Linked DNA regions of Zea mays: region 1 is linked to region 2. A link is a contact called in public Hi-C data. All regions are on one chromosome and are shown on one strand. The core of a region is the stretch at or near the end of the contact, and the rest is flanking DNA. Distances in the headings are between cores, read along the strand shown.

Evidence for each region. Hi-C and Micro-C count contacts between places; a contact is called where the count stands out from the background.
Region 1: a contact with region 2 is called in a Hi-C map of tassel, with 3 times the contacts expected there. The contact joins the promoter of LOC103637626 here to the promoter of LOC100192507 in region 2. A contact is called at or near these places in 2 of 25 Hi-C or Micro-C datasets (ear and tassel).

What each region holds. Positions count from the first base shown.
Region 1 is chr1:89,046,484-89,053,240 of Zm-B73-REFERENCE-NAM-5.0, reverse strand. It overlaps LOC103637626 (translocase of chloroplast 120, chloroplastic), which reads left to right and starts at 1,522. Exons shown (of 2, transcript XM_008659946.4): 1 at 1,522-1,787; 2 at 1,917-5,362. The coding sequence starts at 1,952. The coding sequence ends at 4,945.
Region 2 is chr1:88,771,639-88,777,803 of Zm-B73-REFERENCE-NAM-5.0, reverse strand. LOC100192507 (Short-chain dehydrogenase TIC 32 chloroplastic) reads right to left here and starts at 2,280. Exons shown (of 8, transcript NM_001176883.2): 1 at 2,148-2,280; 2 at 1,676-1,907; 3 at 1,482-1,561; 4 at 1,136-1,289; 5 at 961-1,039; 6 at 788-872; 7 at 605-651; 8 at 107-520. The coding sequence starts at 2,253. The coding sequence ends at 359.

The DNA.
Region 1 (6,757 bases), core at 273-2,772, 280 kb before region 2:
CTCTGTTGTTCTCCTTCACAATTACTATTTGAATTAGAATTGGATGAATTTAACAACTAGGGGGTGAAATGCAGCAGGAAGATGAGGAGGCAGGCGACGTAGTGGTTCGAGTTCGAGTTGAGTCCCAGGTTCACGAAACAATTCATACAGCAGCGCAGCCGAATCGCCGCAGCCCTGCAAGGAATTCACGGTCCCCTTCACGATAAAAGTACGACTCATACTTTATTATTAGTATATATGGTAGAATACTTCTAAAAATAAATTTTATAAATATGTGTATACTTTTTACTCTGTAGTTCGATGTGACATATACTAAACTTTAGCCCATATAACCGAACATATTTTAGTCTTTCCCCTCCTATACAAAGAGGCACCATCCCTCCTTGCAGGATTTGAACTATGATTGTTGGCTTCAAACGGTCAAAACCACATTCACACATGTCTAGCCAACAGAACATACATATCTTTGTGTTTTATATTTTATACTCAAACATAAATAAAAATTGTATATCTTATTTGTACCCAACAGAACATAAAAATTTTACTCTTTAAGTTATCATTTGGAGAAGCATTTGCATAAAAACCACTTTCTATATCTTTTTAATCTCCAACAACCTTTCTATATCTTATTTGTACTATAGAGAGCCACTCATGTTTTCTGTATTTGGATAGCGAGAAAATCGAAATAGAAGATGGCTATATTTAGATAACCATTTAGATAAGTTGTTAGAAGATATTTTTTACAAAAATCTCTATTCATATAAATTAGGAAGAATATAGAGAGCCTCTTGGAGTTGCTCTTATAAGTCTATTCAACTTTCTTAAAAAACCAAATTTGATTAAATTTATATAATAAAATAATAATATTTATGATACCAAATTAAATTATTTATTTAGTATATTTACATAGTATATATATTTGATGTTATAAATCTTTATAATTCTCTATATAACTTTGATCAATTTTAAAATACTTTGATTCTCTGCAATGCCTTATAACAGACAAAGTACTACGTAAATCTAACAATATAAGGTTGTCTCCGGCGGCTATCCTATCACTTGCCTTATTTTTTTTTTAATTTTACTCTGCAAACAGTGCAATCTACCGTGCAAATATATACAATGCAAATCTCCTATTTTACACGATATTTTACACGATAAGTAGCTAACCACAGCCTCTAACAAGAACCTGTCAAATATGTCCAAGCAGATAATGGAAGAGACACTTGCCTGCATAACCTGATGTTTATGAATGCATGTAGTTATCGTAGGACAATATGAAAGCGCCAAGATAAGCATTTGGTCGACTTGTGTTTATGAATGCATATAGTTATCGTAGGACAATATGAAAGCGCCAAGATAAGCATTTGGTCGCCTTGAGTTTTCATTTGTGGTATTATATTTCATTTGAAAATAATTACATTACTGCAAAATTGTTTTCGCGATTCTAAATTTATTCTTTGAGTCAGCGGGCCCGAATTTCCTTTTAAAAAGCTGGGCCCGTAATTAGCTGACTGCTTCAGGCCACGGTGAATTGGCCCCGCAGATCTCCAGGGTTTTAGCAGAGCCCAGTAAAATCGGCGGAGGCATCCAATCCGGCTTGCGAGTTTGCGACTTCTTTCTATTCTCTCTATCGCCGCTGCCTCTCTCTCCCTCCTTCCTTTTCCTGGTCGCGACAGCGCCGCGCTAATCGATCCCTTTTGCCCACGCCGCCGTTGCCTCCAACTCCAACCAGGTTGGTTTGGTAGCCGCCACCTCCTTCCGGATCCGTTCACCACAATCTTTTTGTATGTATTTTTGTCTAGATAGATTGTTCCAGTCCCCGTCCGCTTGCAATTGAACGTCTGTATGTTTGTTTTTTTTACCTCCTGTTGTTGTCGTTTGATCCGTTCCGTTTCCTCTTGATGTCGGACTAGGGTTTCGCTCCTTCCGCAGCCGTCGGGTGTGATCCATGGAGAACGGCGGTGGCGTCGGTGAAGGGCGCTCGGAGAATCGGGCGGGCGAGAACGGCGGAGTCGCCGAGGCAGCCACTGCGGCGGATGAGGGAGATTGTGATGTGGTGGTGGAGGGCGGAGATGAAGGGGACATGCCGCCCGGTGCGGTGGCGGCGGGCGATCACCAGCCAATGGTGACGCCGAACACCAGAGCGGTGCTGGAAACAGGACAGCTTGCGGCAGACAAGTGGGACGAGGACGATACTCCCCGTTTCATTGACGTGGAGGAAAGCTTTGCCGATGATGTGAATCAAGATCACGTGGAGGAGAATGCCATGGGGCAATCGATCAGGGAATACGTGACCGCAGCTGTTTTGGCTGATCGTAAAAAGGAGAGGTTAGACAAGGACCATAACTTTTTTGCAACTCGTGATAACAAGGCTGAGGTCGCTGCACAATCTGGGAGCGAGTATGAAGATGTAAAAGATGGTACTTTGGTGTATCAAAGCAAAGAGCAGCCAGGGACGAGCACGGAAGATATTGCTTCCTCACATAGCAGGCCAGGGACAGTCACACATTCTGCAGCTGAGCCTGCTGTTGCCATTGAGGAATTGGATGACTCAAGCTCCTCAGCTGATGAGAATACCGCCACCTCTGCTCCTCCTGCACAATTCTCAAGCGGTAGTTCTACACCTGCGCAATCCAGCAGTGCTGCTTCTGCTCGTTCTACTAATGGTCCCTCTTTGCCATCTCGTCCTGCTGGCCTTGGATCATCGTCTTCCCTGTCACAGCCTCCTGCTCGTTCTGTTCAACAGGTCCATGCCAACAGGCCAGCCATTGTGGAAAGGGGAACCCAGGGGGCTACTGAGGATGATGGAGACGAGAATGATGAAATCCATGAAAAGCTTCAAATGATCCGGGTTAAGTTTCTTCGCCTTGCTAACAGGTTTGGGCAAACATATCATAATATGGTCGTTTCACAGGTTCTGTACCGGCTTGGGCTGGCAGAACAACTTAGAAGAACTACTTCTAATGGGTCATTTAGCATTGACCGTGCAAGAGACATGGCAGAACGCCTTGAAGCTGCTGGAAATGCGCCCCTTGATTTTTCATGCACCATCTTGGTTCTTGGTAAAACTGGGGTCGGTAAGAGTGCTACCATTAATTCAGTTTTTGATGATACCAGGTTGGATACAAACGCTTTTGATTCTAGTACTAGGAAGGTTCAAGAAGTAGTTGGTATGGTTGAGGGAATCAAAGTGAAAGTGATTGATACACCTGGACTTTCCTGCTCATCTTTAGAACAACACCGCAACCAGAAGGTTCTCAACTCTGTCAAGAGACTTATTAGCAAAAACCCTCCAGATATTGTTCTTTATTTTGATAGGTTGGATATGCAGAGCAGGGACAATTGTGACGTCCCTCTGCTGCAAACCATCACAAAAGTGTTTGGAGCATCGGTTTGGTTTAATGCCATTGTCGTGTTAACTCATGCTGCATCTGCGCCACCAGATGGGCAGAATGGAATTCCTCTGAGCTATGAGATGTTTGTCACCCAGAGATCTCATGTAGTGCAACAAGCTATAAGGCAAGCTGCTGGTGATGTACGCCTTATGAATCCAGTATCCCTCGTGGAAAACCACTCAGCATGCAGGACAAATAGGGCTGGCCAGAGGGTATTGCCAAATGGACAAGTCTGGAAGCCACAGTTACTGCTGCTTTGTTTTGCTTCAAAGGTGTTAGCAGAAGCCAATGTGCTCCTTAAGTTGCAGGATAGTCCCATTGGTAAACTTTCTCGTACAAGGATTCCTCCACTGCCTTTCCTCCTCTCTTCCCTTCTTCAGTCTCGTGCCCCACTGAAGTTACCAGAGGAGCAATTTGGTGGTGATGATGATGATCTTGAAGATGATTTGGCAGATGATTCTGATTCAGATGATGGTTCAGATTATGATGATTTACCTCCATTTAAGCGTCTCACAAAAGCTCAGCTTGCCAAGCTGAACAGGGAGCAGAGGAAGGCCTATCTTGAGGAGCTAGATTACAGAGAGAAGTTGTTCTATCAAAAACAGCTGAAAGAGGAAAGAAAACGTCGTAAATTGATGAAGAAAATGGCAGCAGAAGCCAGTGCTCGTGCAAATGATTTCAGCAACAGCAACCTAGAAGATGATGCTACTACTCCAACTAATGTTTCAGTGCCTATGCCTGACATGGTACTGCCCTCATCTTTTGATTCTGACTACCCTAGCCATCGCTATCGTTTCCTGGATACACCAAGTGAATGGCTTGTCAGACCTGTATTGGAAACACAGGGCTGGGACCATGATGTTGGTTACGAGGGACTTAATGTTGAAAGATTGTTTGCCGTAAAAGGTAAAGTTCCTCTATCAGTGTCTGGCCAGCTTACAAAAGACAAGAAGGATTGCTCCCTGCAAATGGAGGTTGCAAGTTCAATTAAGCATGCTGAAGGTAAGACTACTTCACTTGGGCTTGATTTGCAGTCTGTCGGCAGGGATATGGCATACACAATCCGTGGCGAATCGAGATTTAAGAACTTCAGGCGCAACAATACATCTGCTGGGATATCTGCTACGCTTCTTGGGGATTCAGTATCAGCTGGTATGAAGATTGAGGACAAACTGATAGTGAACAAGCAGCTTAGGGTCCTGGTTAGCAGCGGGGCCATGAGTGGGAGGGGAGACATGGCCTATGGAGGCCGCCTTGAAGCAACGATGAGAGACAAAGATTACCCGATTGGGCGGATGCTTTCCACTGTTGCATTATCTGTTGTGGATTGGCACGGGGATCTGGCAATTGGCTGCAACATCCAGTCTCAGATCCCCGCTGGAAGAGCTAGCAACTTGGTTGGCCACGCTAATCTAAGCAACAAGGGGACTGGCCAAGTCGGGATTCGCCTCAACAGCTCGGAGCATCTTGAGATCGCACTCGTGGCCCTCGTGCCGATATTCCAGAACATCATGAAGCTGTTACAGAATTACTCGGAATCTGGCTAGTCCCTCGTGCCGATGTTCCAGAACATCATGAAGCTGTTACAGAATTACTGAGAATCCGGCTAGTACTTTTTTTTTCATGTAAGCCTGAGAAAACAGAGCATCATAGGTTAAAATCTAGCTTAAGCTAGAACTTTACTTCCAATTATTATTTTGTTCTTTTGTTGCCAACTTTGTAACTATGCTCTCCTCTGGGCTTTTTTTTTTTTAAGTTGGAGTAGCATTCTTAGGGCTAGTTTGGGAGCTACAAAACCGAATAGGATTGGAGTGACTAAAATCCCCTTATTCAAATTTAAATAAGAAGTGGATTTTAGCCCCTCTAATCCATTTTGGTTTTGTAGCTCCTAGACTAGACCTTATAATGTAAGATTCCCCCTGAGCTCTTTCTGATGAAGCTGGATTGGAGAATTCATCGTGTCAGATTTCTGGGCATGCTACTGAGTTTTTCTTTCTTTCAAAAGTTAGATAATTGTGATTTTACATCGATGCAAGGCAAGTGGATATTGTAACAACCGAACCAGTCAAATTGTTGGAGCGCAACGTTTCAGCTCAACATACACACACGCAAAGACGGTTCACAGAAATTCCTCGTGAAGACAGTCACCAAAGCCAGGGTCTGCACTCTGCACTCTCTACGTTCCGGGCTACACATTAATCTACCGATGGGCTTGTGCAGGAATTATGGTTCCATTTTTTCAGACGTCCCCTCGACATGGGGAGTGACGCTGACAAGCTTTGAGAAGAGACTGCCTGTGAGAAGATTCCGTACCGAATTTAGCATATTCGTTTGACTTTAATCCGTTCCGACTTACAATGCTTTTATAGTGTTTTTGTTTCTGTGGCGCAACCGTCCAAACAGCCGACTTTAATTCGAATAAATTGGCATATCTGTTTCTGCACTTCAGTCTTACCGCAGATGAGTCTTCCTTTTTATTTATTAGTATCAACCTTCTGACCCCATGCTCCTGTTCAGAAATTCTACGCGCTTTTAGGATACCCGGAATCTCGTGAGGCTGCGCGAAATTCTTATGAGCTCTGCTCTTCTCAGTTCTTAATAAGTTCCTGTTCCTCTGAATATTAAGCAAGGTCTATGGCTGCCTCTTGGATATCTTTTACTGCATGTATGAGCGCATCTAACGCCATGGTCCCAGAGAAATTCTACGCGCTTTTAGAGGATGCGATGATCAATGACGAACTGCACACCATCGTCGACAGATCCGCCGGTGAATGGCCCTTTTGTGCAGGCGCAGCAGCTTGCGCGTATCTCTCTGAGATGCTCAGCGGAGAGAAGGAGGCGGCGCGCTGATCTCGTCACTGACGTGTGGCCCGTGGTTGAGACGATAATGAAGAGTGCCTCCTTATCAGCGTGCCCCTCAACCTCTTCATCTATTTAGGATGAAAGCATAGCAGCGCGCCGCATTACTTTATGTGGCCCCATTCTACAGGTACGTGTTGCTTCGCGTTGAACTCTTCCGTCCATAATAGTTACTCCCTCCGTTTCTTTTTATTTGTCGCTGGGTAGTGTAAAATTGCACTACCCAGCGACAAATAAAAAGAAACAGAGGGAGTACCTTCGTTCATGAAATCGTGCTGACATATTCGTAGGGATGCTGCTAATGAGCCCAGAAGATCATGAAGAATCCACACATAGCAGCGGATAGATTCACCTATGAAGCTGAGGCCATAGAGGATTTTCCAAACTAGCCCTTAAATTCATATTTGTTGAGTCCTAACTGGATTCCCACGGGTGGCCCCCAACGATTAGGAGCAGGTGGAAGACACAATGCATGATAAAACATTGATAAAACATTAGGT
Region 2 (6,165 bases), core at 1,031-3,530:
AGGTGGATGCAACATAGGAAAAACAGATGAACTCAACCAAAGAGAGAGGAGCAGAAAGGGAAGTTTCTATAAGGTCCAACCTTATTTTTGTTTGCCTCCAAATTTTCTTTGGAATATGAATTCATGCATCATTATAGGAATACAAGGAATCTCATAGGAAGCAATCATTTTTTCCAAAAGGGCATACATTTTCCTACAGGATTGTAGTCATCCAAAATACTTATGGTTTTCTAATAAATCCGGGTGAATGCCTTTGATCTAAAAAATTCATATGGTTTTCCATTTGTTCTGAAGAGAGCCTAAGCATCTGCAATTTAGCACATCAATTTGTGCACCGCTTGTTCAGATAAGCACTAGATCAAGAAGACACAATTTGCAAGCTAAATTGCCATAGCTTCTTGGCCAACTCAGCATCTGAAGCTTGTGAGCTCGGGTTGGCTACATCACAATTGGTGAAGTACTTTCCACTTATCCCCCTCACTTGAGGATGCATTGCAACATAGCATGTCGTTGCAGCACCCTGAAAAAAGATGAAACAAAGTTGATTAGGATCAGTGCATGATCTGCAAATGCGCCAGCAGTAAAATAAGAGGTGAAAACCTACCTGCTCAACTGTTCTACATATGATTCTTCCAATGGAGTTCAGTAAAGCTGCAAGGTAGGGATAACAGTTACCTATGATATTTTAACTTGAGATCCATGTAAATGTTTTTCAGAAGCTACAAACCCTTCCCTATTCTGCTACTCATATGATAAATAAAACTGATTGCAAGACTTGAGGAAATACCAGAGACAATAGTCCTGTTCCTAAAAAGGTTAGTCATGATGACACCAGGATGAACTGCATTGGCTGAAATATTCACTCCATCCTCCTGTTCAAGAAGATAACCTCTTTCTTTATTGTGCAGTTCATATATTCATATGTACCAATAGTTATTCAGTAACAAAGGCCTGAGATACCTTGAGTATTCGAGACAGTTCATTAGAATGAAGAATATTGGCAAGCTTGGATTGCCCATAAGCAACAAAGTCGTTCAAACTGTGTAAGGTCAAAACAACAAACTTGTTGGTATCGTTTATGAGAAACATAATCAATCGTTTCAGTAGAGTTCAGATTAGTCTCAGAATGGATTACCTAGATGGATCATGAATTTTGTCAAAACATATCCCTTCACGATAGGTTATGGAATGCGCCGAAGATGTCAAATTGACAATCCGTCCCTCGATACCGCTGTCCCTACATGTCTTCTTCATGTTTTCTAGCAAGAGGTTCGTTAGAAGAAAATGGCCTGCCATATATATATCCCGGTTAATCGCTAGTGCATTATCAGGAATCATTCTCATAGGTCATAAGACGAGCAAGGGATACTCTTCTACAGAATAATGTAAACAAGAGATGTCGCACAAAGAAAGTAGTTAGAATTCGAACAATACGCTTAGCAAAGGCTAGCTGTAGTGTGTACTGGTATAAGAGGACACACCAATGTGATTTGTCGCGAAATGCAGTTCCAGGCCGTCGCAGGAACGTGTGCAGCTCCTTGTCATCACTCCAGCATTGTTGCTGTCGAAAAGAACACCAAGTCAACCAGCCAAACACATACTACTATGATTTTAGGCTGGCTTTTGACAGCTCGTGATAGCAGTGGCACGACGAAGTAGTAGGATTGGTACTTACATGAGAATGCTGAGAGGCAAGTTTAGAGAGTCAAAATTGGAGGCGAATCTCCTTACGGAAGCTATGGAGCTGAGGTCCAGCTCCAGAACGTCAATCCGTGCGACGGGGATCTTAGCCACGATGGCCTCCCTGGCCTTGAGCCCGGCGGAGACGTTGCGGACGGCCATGACGACGTGCACGCCGCGCAACGCCAGGACACGCGCCGTCTCCAGCCCGATGCCGCTCGACGCACCTGCGCTGCGCAGGTACGTAGTCTCAGCTCAACACCGGCATTCCTTCGCTGCAAATGAAAATCTCGGAGTCCGACTAGCCCGAAGCTGGCCGGATTTGGTGGCCGCCGTTTCAACTCCAGTCAGGCTCAGGCCCATAGTGGCAGTCATTCCCGTTGAAATACGTCTTGGATGTTTTGTCGCCAAGCTCAGAGGCGGGGTGGAAGCTAAATGGATTAGCATAGAAGCGTGTTTTTAAGTACCTGTGATGACGGCGACCAGACCTTGGCCGTCGACGCCGGCGGTGACATCCTCAGCCGTGGAGGCGCTGGAGAAGCCCGATGAGCCTTTGCGGTAGAACCACCGCATTCTGGCAGCAGATTCGGACGGCTCTGTGGCTTGGGTTGGGATGGGACGCGCGACTAATAAGGACAATAAATAAGATAGGGCCATAAACAAGGAGCAAACGACAACAGGACCCACTTACAGTTTATTTTATTAGGCCATTCCTAATGAAAGTTTTATCATAATTTTATTTTCATTAAATTAGATGACATATCACCATATTTAATGATATGACACGATATTTATGATCAGAGAGATACAGAGAGTTTAATGGAAGGAGAGAAGCTTTCATCCAGGTGAAACTCAGGATACATGATTTCATAGATGAAAGTTGATGTGTCAATTTTGAAAAACCTTTTGAAAATTCTCCCCCTTCATCAAGGAAACCTTTATCTCAAATCTATGATGGTTCCATCTGGATAGTGGTTGCAAATATAGTCCAAAATGTTAAATTCACATCAAACTCATATTTAGATTAATTTTAATGTTCAAATAATATATTATGAACATATGATCTTTAGCAAACTGAGAGCACCTAGAGGGAGGATGAATAGGTGATCCTATAAAATTCAAACACTAATAGCCATAAAACTTAGTTATGAGTGTTAGTACGGCTAAATAACTTGAAGCGAGTTCTTGTGAACACAAATAATCACAGAGAGAGCAATCACAAGAGACACACGATTTTATCCCGTGGTTTGGCCAAGTAACACTTGCCTACTTCCACGTTGTGGCGTCCAATGGACGAGGGTTGCACTCAACCCCTTTCAAGCGATCCAATGATCAACTTGAATACCACATCTTTATTCCTTTAGAGTCTTATCTCGTTTGCGAGGAATCTCCACAACTTGGAGTCTCTCACCGTTACAATAGATATCACAAAGAATGCACAGAGTAAGGTTTGGAAGAGCAACACACACAAGATTCAAATACGCAGCACACCCACGCACACAAGTGAAGACTAGAGCTCAAATGACAACACAGGGAGTCCTCGACTCAAATAGAGCTCAAATCTCTAACACAACGAAGCAAATGCATGGGAGCGAAGTTTGGATGCCTTAGAATACTTAGTGAATGCTTGGGTGAGTCCTCCATGCGCCTGGGGCCCCTTTTATAGCCCCAAGGCAGCTAGAAGCCGTTGGAGGCCAACTTGGAAGGCCAAACTTGCCTTCCGTCGGGTGGTGCACCGGACAGTCCGGTGCACCACCGGACAGTCACTGTAGCTGTCTGGTGCGCGATCTCCTTCCTTTTATGGCGCATCCGACCGTTGGTCCTCGGTGGCAGTTGGCGCATCGGACACTGTCCGGTGCACACCGGACAGTCCGGTGCCCCCTGCCGACCGTTGCTGCGGGCCACGCGTCGTCCGCGGATTGCGCGGCCGACCGTTGCTCTGGCGACCGTTGGCTCACCAGACAGTCCGATGAATTATAGCCGTACGCCGCTAAACTTTTCCCGAGAGCGACCATTCACCGGAGACAGCCTGACGCACCGGACCCTGTCCGGTGCACCACCGGAAACTATCCGGTGCACTACCGGACAGTCCGGTGTGCCAGACTGAGCTGAGATTTGGCTGCACGAAGCCAAGTCTTTTTCTAATTCTTTTCTCCCTGTTTATAGCACTTAGACAAAATATGTTAGTACTTAAAACAATGTACTAACTCTAGAAACGTACCTTGTTACATGATTTGCACTTCTTGCTTGTTTGGCACATAACAACTCAAAGATTATGTGTTGGGCACTTAATCACCAAAACATTATAGAAATGGCCCAAAGGCACATTTCCCGTTCAATCTCCCCCTTTTTGGTGATTTATGCCAACACCTCAAAAAGCAACCAAAATAAGTGCAATATCAATGCAAATGAGGACCAAATTGTTTTTGACTCTAATTTGGCATATTTGGATCATTCTTTGCCACCACTTGGTTTGTTTTTGCAAATCAAATTCATTTTCCTATAAAACTCCCCCTTTTTCACATAATCAAAATTCTCCCCCACAAGAGACCAAATTTTGCAATAAGAGTATTTTGAATAAATCAAAAGTTCTATCTCAATTATTTTCAAAATTCACAAGGCAAGTGGTAGCTGATCCATTTGCTTTGGCCTTAATTTCTCCCCCTTTGGCATTAAGCACCAAAACGGGATCATTTTTGGCCCTTTAACCCCATTGCCTCACCAAAAATGCCAATTAAGAGCACAAAGGCAATAAGATCATAGATATGAACTTGGAGTTAATTACACTAATACCGGAGTGCAGTGGAAGTCTTTGCATGGTCCAAGTTCACCTTTCCCTTTCAATGCACCTTTGAGACTACATCAAGTATACTCAAACACAAATGTTAGTCTCAAAGGGTCAAGTTGTAGCACATCTCCCCCTGAATATGTGCATCATTCACACATGGACTTGTGAGGTCCGGGGATCCCTTGCACAACTTGAGCACCATAAATAAGCGACAAATTACATAAATGCATGAAGTAACATGATCAAAGGCATAGAACACATGTATGCTATAGATCAATCCAAGTTACGCGAATCTAAGACATTTAGCTCACTACGCAACCTGCAAAAGGTTTTCTCATCTAATGGCTTGGTAAAGATATCGGCTAGCTGGTTCTCAGTGCTAACATGGTACACCTCGATATCTCCCTTTTGCTAGTGGTCTCTCAAAAAGTGATGCCGGATGTCTATGTGCTTAGTGCGGCTGTGTTCAACAGGATTATCCGCCATGCGGATTGCACTCTCATTGTCACATAGGAGTGGGACTTTGCTCAGATTGTAGCCAAAGTCCTGGAGGGTTTGCCTCATCCAAAGTAGTTGCACGCAACACTATCCTGTGGCAACATACTCGGCCTCAGCGGTGGATAGGGCAACGGATGTTTGTTTCTTTGAACTCCACGACACCAGGGACCTTCCTAGAAATTGGCACGTCCCCGATGTGCTCTTACTATCAACCTTGCACCCGGCATAATCGGAGTCTGAATATCCAATCAAGTCAAAGGTAGACCCCTTTGGATACCAGATCCCGAAGCAAGGCATAGCAACTAAATACCTAAGAATTCGCTTAACGGCCACAAGGTGACATTCCTTGGGGTTAGATTGAAATCTAGCACACATGCATAAACTAAGCATAATGTCCGGTCTACTAGCACATAAATAAAGTAATGACCCTATCATAGACCGGTATGCCTTTTGATCAACGGACTTACCTCCTTTGTTGAGGTCGACATGCCCGTCAGTTCCCATCGGCATCTTTGCGGGATTGGCGTCCTTCATCCCAAACCTCTTGAGAAGATCTTGAGTGTACTTCGTTTGGGAGAGGAAGGTGCCGTCCTTGAGTCACTTCACTTGGAACCCAAGGAAGTAGGTCAACTCGCCCATCATCGACATCTCGAACTTTTGTGTCATCACCCTGCTAAACTCCTCACAAGACTTTTGATTAGTAGAACCAAATATTATGTCATCAACATAAATTTGGCACACAAAAAGATCTCCATCACAAGTCTTTGTAAAAAGAGTGGGATCAGCTTTCCCAACCTTGAAAGCATTAGCAATTAAGAAATCTCTAAGGCATTCATACCATGCTCTTGGGGCTTACTTAAGTCCATAGAGCGCCTTAGAGAGCTTAAAAACATGGTCGGGGTACCTGTCATCCTCAAAGCCAGGGGGCTGTTCCACGTATACCTCCTCCTTGATTGGCCCGTTGAGGAAAGCGCTCTTCACATCCATTTGAAACAACCTGAAAGAGTGGTGAGCGGCATAGGCTAATAATATTCGAATAGACTCTAGCCCAGCCACAGGAGCAAAAGTCTCCTCGAAATCCAAACCTGTGACTTGGGCATAACCTTTTGTCACAAGTCGAGCCTTGTTTCTTGTCACCACCCCGTGCTCGTCTTGCTTATTGTGAAACACCCACTTGGTTCCCACAACATTTTGCTTTG